Regions from separate parts of the Mus musculus genome. Here region 1 is linked to region 2. A link is a contact called in public HiChIP or PLAC-seq data. All regions are on one chromosome and are shown on one strand. Each heading gives the region's core, a stretch centred on a gene start, on an enhancer-like site or on the middle of the called end of the contact. The rest is flanking DNA. Distances are from core to core; before and after follow the strand shown. Region 1 overlaps Hhipl2 (hedgehog interacting protein-like 2). Region 2 overlaps Mia3 (melanoma inhibitory activity 3).

Region 1 (3,135 bases), core at 429-2,928, 81 kb before region 2:
CACACCCTCCAGGATCACATTTAGAAAGAGCCCCGCTTCCTCCCAGTCCTTCCTGCCTGGCTTTCGGAAAACATCTCCATTACTTCCTGGTGGAAGAATCTACTTCCCTGCACCCGGTGGTCGTCTGTGCCAGGCATAGTTGTGCTTGAGGGTGGGCCTCAGCCCCAGTGCTACCTGGGTAATTCTAGACATGAGCTCTCATAACACCGTTTCAGAGCTGTGCTACCCTGAGAGACCTCCCAATCTACGTAACACCCTGCCCCCTCCCCATATTAATTCGCTCATAAAAGAGAGTCACCATGCTTCAGGAAGCACGGAATAACATTGAGAGTGGCTTGTCATGGGGAAGGGAGGGAGGATGCGTATGTATGTGTTCATATATGTGAGGTGCACACATATGCGTCAGCATACAGAGGCCACCGGTTGACGTTGAGTGTCCCTCTTGACTCTTCACCATCTTATGTTTGAAACAGGGTCTGGCTGGGCTGGCTGGCTGCTGAGCGCCAGGGTCCACCTGCCTCTTCCTCTCCAGCACGGAGGTCACAGCACACTACCACACCCAGCTTATACCTGAGTGTTGGGGAACTGAACTTGGGGTCTTTGTACTTGCAGGGTGACACTTGACAACTGGGCCATCTCCTCAGCCCTCTACTCTTTTTTATCTCGGGAGCAAGTGTCTCAGCAGCTCTGTCAACCCAACACAATGCTAGCGGGTTACACAGTATTCGACTCACTCACAAGGCTTACGTGACTTCTTAGTAACAAGTATCGTAAACACTGTGGCTTCACATACTGATAGAAGACGTGTTTATAACTGTTCTGAGAAGGGATGTCAGTCAGGGCGTATCCTTCTCTGGATTCAGTTGTACTAATTGACTGGAAACACCAAACACCATCAGATAAATGAGCTGCCTTCCAATAGTCACACAAACTCAGGCCGCTCTGACAGGAACCTTCTAGAACACACACGAGCTCCAAAGTGGGAAGCAGGGGCTATCTTACTGTGTGTTTACTTTATCTGCTACAGCCTATGTAATATGTATGTTTTGAACATACCCAAAACTTCCAGTTCTATATTTAGGAGAAAATACAAAATTTTATCGATGGTATGGAGCTAACATTTTGAGTATCTATTTTACATCTTACTTGTGAATTGGGGTATATGAGAAGCGTGTGTGTCATGGCCCATGTGTGGAGATTGGAGGAAAAGCTGCAGAAAGCAGATCTCTCTTTGGGTACCTGGATGGAATCCAGGTTGTCAGGCTTAGTGGCACCTTTACCAGATGATCCATCTTGCCATCCTCTTAATGTCTGTTTCAGGCAGAAAGCTAACTTTAATGCAGCAGGGCTTGCGCAAGCATCCTCCTCAGGCCAGCCTTTACTTAGGTCAGCTCGCAAAATGGCCCAGGGATTGCTCCAGGCCAGCCATCCACTTAGGCTCTCTTCAGTTAACACGCAGTGTCAAGTCTAAGTGCTCCAGTCTAGTTCCACGGAAAGACACCTTACCCAAAGCTAGCAACTGATGGAGGAGACGAAATTCTGCTCTGGAAGAGTCTCAGTGGGAGAACAAGAAAAGGAGCTTTTACAAGAGAAAGGAGCACACCTAGAGGCAGCTTCTCTGGCCTCAGGGCTGACCCAGGGCAAAGCCTTGGCACAGTCCCACTTCCTAGAGGACACTAGCTGTGTTTGCTAGAAGTGACTGTTTCCAAAGGCAGCCGGTTTTCCTCTTCTGACTGGTATCTACAGGCTCTGCAAACCAAACCTCCAAAGCCAGGATTCTGTGTCGCAGAGAAGCACCTTTCTGGGAGGTTCCAGTAGAGAGGCCCCACCAGGGCGGATGAATGGCTTGCACTGATCCACCCTCTCTTCCCTGAGCAGCCTCTTGCCAGCCTGTGGTTTTTTTTCTATTCCTTTAAATGTTTGGATTCCCAATTTGCAACTCTCATAGTCTTTTTTCTATTTAAAATTCTTGAATTTTCTAAAATACCCTCTGTTGGGCTGGGACCCCTGCTCATCCCCTGCACAAGCCGGGAAACCCCTATCTGCCCTCCCTCCCCCAACCTTGCCCACACTGAGAAAACCTAACCTCCCCGTTTCTGACAACCCACTCAAGAGTGCACGCCCAGGGGCTCAGTTCTGGGCCATGAATGGATATAATCCCAGCTCCTAGCTGGCACGCCATCTCTATGGCCCTAAGCTCTATAAAAATCCCCTTGCTTCAGCCTGGATATGCGACTTCACTAACCTCCGCCTGTGAGACTGGTTAGCCCACCTGAGAGCTGCCTCCTAATAAACCTGCCTTTATTACTTTATATCTGGTCTAATCTGACCTATATCTGAGGGGAAGAAAATATACAGCATTCTCTGCTGCTATTGAATATTCCTGTCAAAGTGTCTATCCAGCAGCTACTGAGAGGAGAGGAAAGGGAGATGACTGGATTTCCTTATTACCTCCTCAAGATAGGGTCCTGTGAAGCCACCCTGAGGCTCTGAGTGAGAAGAGCTAAACTCAGGGACTCCCCGGCCCTGGCCGCCCATTTATAAAGAATCTCAGGTATCTGAGAGATGCTCAGAGATACTGGGTTGCTCCTTTTCAGTTTTTCTGTCTCTGTCTCTGTCTCTGTCTTTGTGTCTGTCTCTCTGTCTCTCTCTGTCTCTCTCTCTGTGTGTATGTGTGTGTGGGGGGGGGGGGTGAGATTAGTCTCCGACTCCCCGTAAGCCAAGGATAACCTTGAGTTTCTGGATTCCCCTGCCTCCAGTCCTAAATACAGTATTACAGATATGAGCCCAGTGCCTCAGGCACTCTAGCAACTGAGCTACATCCCCAGCCTATGACATCATCTTATTGCCTTTTTTACCTAACCTAAGCATGGCTAGACAAAAAGATCCTGTGCATACTTAGGGAAACAAAATGGAATTTCTTTAAAATTTGAAACTTTAACCTTTCAAGTTGAAACATTAACTAATGGACCGCTGAGACTAAAAATGAACTCTCTGGGGGTTGGAGAGATGGCTCAATGGTTAAGAACACTGACCGTTCTTCCAGAGGTCCTGAGTTTAATTCCCAGCAACTATATAGTGGCTCACAACCATCTGTAATGGGATTCAATATCCGATGCCCTCTTCTGGTGTGTC
Region 2 (3,086 bases), core at 318-2,817:
GGGTCTGATGGCTCCACAGTTAAAACCCCAGAGGCTTCGCTTTTCTCTGTGATTTTCCTTAGGAGTCTCAAATGTTCTATGCTTAAGTGTCTTTGTCAGGTGAACAGACACCATGACCAAGGCAAGTCTTTTAAGGACAACATTTGATTGGGGCTGGCTTACAGGTGCAGAGGTTCAGTCCATTATCATCAAGGTGGGAACAGGGGAAAGTCCAGGCAGGTATGATGCAGGAGGAGTGGAGAGTTTTACTCTTCATCTGAAAGCTGCTAGGAGAATACTAACTTCCAGGCAGCTAGGATGGGGTTCTTAAAAGCCCACAATCACAGTGACACACCTACTCCAACAAGGCCACACCCCCAACTAGTACCACTCCCTGGGCCAAGCATATTCAAGCCATGACACTTAGTGACTAATATTTAGAGGGCACTCTGTAACTATTTAAATGAAGAGAAAAATTCTTCTTTTAAAGCATAAAAGAAAATATGTTGTCCGTTGCCCCCTTTTAGGTCCTGTAATGGAAGGTGGTCCTGTTGGGGCTGGAGATGTACAAAAGCAACTAGAGACAATTGCAGAGGAGCCAGCAGCTGTCCCACCTCTGGAAAGTGCATTTGGTTCCCTCTATGCCTTCATCCTTTATTTAAGTAAGATGGTAAGTAAGGGAGACGTATAGTTTCTTCTGCTAGAATACTGATTAATACCATGATGTTTCCAGAGCGGGGGTATACAGAAGGGCTGATGATAGCCAGTCTTTTATAGGTGAGGCTGGCCTCAAATTCACTGTGCAGCCAAGGCTGATCCTCTGGCTAATACCTCCAAGTGTTGATGCTGTAGACATGAGCTGCCACCTTGGCTTGATTTGCAACATGTTTTAAGTTGAATCTGAGCCTGGAGTGAAGAATTTAAAATATCTTTATGAGCTCTGCTTCGATCCTCTGAAGGTGCCTCCTGAAATGAGCCACAGGTGGATGGCTTTAATTAGGAGCCCTTAGGTTAGCACACAAGAGTTTATTCCCTGGCAGGGCTGGGCATGCACACAACTATAAAGCAGGGTTTGTCCCCTGGGACCTCTTAGTACCTCAGGGAGCTGGAGATGTTCACTTGAAACAGAAGAGACAGTTTTTGTCACGGCTGGTAGAGAAGCAAGAGAGTTAGGAGTTAGCTGATACATATGTGGATTAAGAAGTATTGTTTGCTGTTGAACAGAGTGGACTGGGAGAGGGGGGTGGGCAACAGGGACAGAGAAGACAGCATGCTAGAGAAAGGGAAACATGGAGAAAGGGGATGCTGGGAGACTAGGGAAGGTGAGTGTCTGTGAGGGAGGCGTGTCCTGAGGAGTTCTGTTAAGCTGTCCATGTTATGTACCCTTTGAAGGTTTGAAACAGAGAAGTGGTGGGTCAGATCTATTTCCTAGAAAGAGCTATCATGGCAAAATGTTTATTCAAGCTAATCTTTTTGAAGAGAGTCTGGATCCAAGTAAGACATTTGACATCTCTGGAAGCTTAGTCAAGTTTGTAGGATTTAGCTCCCTCTCGTGGTGTATGTGGAAACTGGACGTTTTTCTAGGTAAATTGGACTAGGCTGGAGGCCAAATGATGTCAGGACTGCAGTGTCATCGTGGTCACCGTGGCCTCCTGTAGGGCCTGTCATCTTGACGCTTGTGTAATAGAGTTTTGCTATTGATGTTTTCTGTAAAACAGGTTTTGAGTCAGGGAGATCTGGTTTCAATCTCGATTTAAAAGTTTGTGCTAGTTACTAAACCTTGTTTAATTGGAGCATAGTAAGTGTAATCTTTATGATGTGAGTTATGGTAATTTGATAGATGTGTATATTATGTAACGATCAAATCAGGATAATGACCAGGGCAATGCTCATGTCTATGATTCCTCTGATTTTTTTTTTTTGAAATGTTCTTACATTTATTTAATGTTTGTGCGTGAGTGTGTGCATATGTATGTGGGAGGCAGTCAGGGGACAACCTGCAGGAGTCAGTTCTCTCCTTCTTCCATGTGGGTTCGGAATCAAGCCCAGGTTATCAGTGTTGGTGCAAGCACCCTTGCCGACTGAGCCATGTCTACAGCTCACTTTTAATCACTTGAAAACGTATCACAGGCCGTTATAATCCATTAACTGCGATACAGAACATGCGGCACAAGCTCCTCTGTGCTTTTCAGCCCCATTTAATTCCTTCCTGTCCTCCCAACACCCCTTTCCGTCTCTGCCAACCACTGTTCCATTCTGTAAGATGTCGAACAGCAAATAACTAAACTTTGAATTTCGGCCTCCCTGTCTGAGAAGGGCAAATGAAAACTATTCCTACTGCAACAACCAAGTGGTCGGCAGTGTAAAGTGTCTGGGGAGGTGGCTGGGACTCTGTGGAGTTTCCTCCCACTCCCGCTTCTTCTTTATGGTCAGAGGGCAGTGTAAAGATGCTGAGTACCCAGCAAATTCAGAGGAGAAGCTGCCTGATGAGAAGGATGGAGCAGAGCCAATCCATCTTCAGTTTTCTCCACGGTTTCTTGTGCTGGAGGCAGCTGCCTGGCAAAGGTGTTGTTGGCTCTGAGCTGTCACAGTTAGGATGCTTCCAGTGACTGAACCAGGCCCAGTGTCCTTTGAGCATCTCAAGGAGGCAGTGGTTAAAAGTGGAAGGAAGCCCGTCTTCCTCACATTTCTACGTATATACAGGACTCTTTCTTCTTGGGCTGAGTGAGAGACACAGATAAGGTACAGGATATGGCGTCCACTTGTAGGGTGACAGAGGAAGACGTAGACATAAAAGGCAAGACGGGACATGGCGATCCAAGATTCTGGCTCAAAGGGCAAGCTCCAAAAAGCACTTTAATGGCTCAATATGCACAAGGCATCTGCTAGGAATCAAAGATTCTAATATGAGGGTTAGCAAAAAGGCTCAGCAGATAAAGGTACTTGCTGTCATGTCTGACTACCTGAGTTCAATCCCACATCCCACACTGTGGAAGGAGAGGACTAGTGCCTGTAAGTTACAGTCCTGGTTGGTTTGTTTCTTAGATTATTATAAGTAAGTACACTGTAGCTGCCTTTAGACACACCAGAAGAGAACATCAGATCTC

The links. HiChIP or PLAC-seq counts read pairs in DNA pulled down with a chosen protein or histone mark.
Region 1: an H3K27ac HiChIP or PLAC-seq map of trophoblast stem cells shows a contact between it and region 2, with 21 read pairs. The contact joins two enhancer-like sites. A contact is called at or near these places in 4 of 15 datasets of contacts at CTCF or cohesin (CD8 T cells, embryonic stem cells and pro-B cells), 78 of 484 Hi-C or Micro-C datasets (8-cell embryo, the AML12 cell line, the AtT-20 cell line and 43 more), 12 of 115 datasets of contacts at active chromatin or transcription factors (double positive thymocytes, embryonic stem cells, extraembryonic endoderm stem cells and 7 more) and 2 of 9 other capture datasets (adipose tissue and pancreatic islet).

The regions. Positions count from the first base shown.
Region 1 is chr1:183,429,409-183,432,543 of GRCm38.p6, reverse strand. All of the region lies in intron 6 of Hhipl2 (hedgehog interacting protein-like 2), which reads right to left. Among named protein-coding and RNA genes, the nearest start is that of Hhipl2, 13 kb to the right of the region's middle. Within about 2 kb of position 1,678, at least 2 of the 459 cell types and tissues checked have an H3K27ac peak or open chromatin away from gene starts, as enhancers often do. A contact at or near this core is called in trophoblast stem cells, where this site is marked.
Region 2 is chr1:183,348,527-183,351,612 of GRCm38.p6, reverse strand. Mia3 (melanoma inhibitory activity 3) reads left to right here. Exons shown (of 26, transcript NM_177389.3): 6 at 507-649. Gm34102 (a long non-coding RNA gene) reads right to left here. Exons shown (of 2, transcript XR_389733.4): 2 at 2,039-2,861. Among named protein-coding and RNA genes, the nearest start is that of Gm34102, 4.5 kb to the right of the region's middle. Within about 2 kb of position 1,567, at least 57 of the 459 cell types and tissues checked have an H3K27ac peak or open chromatin away from gene starts, as enhancers often do. A contact at or near this core is called in trophoblast stem cells, where this site is marked.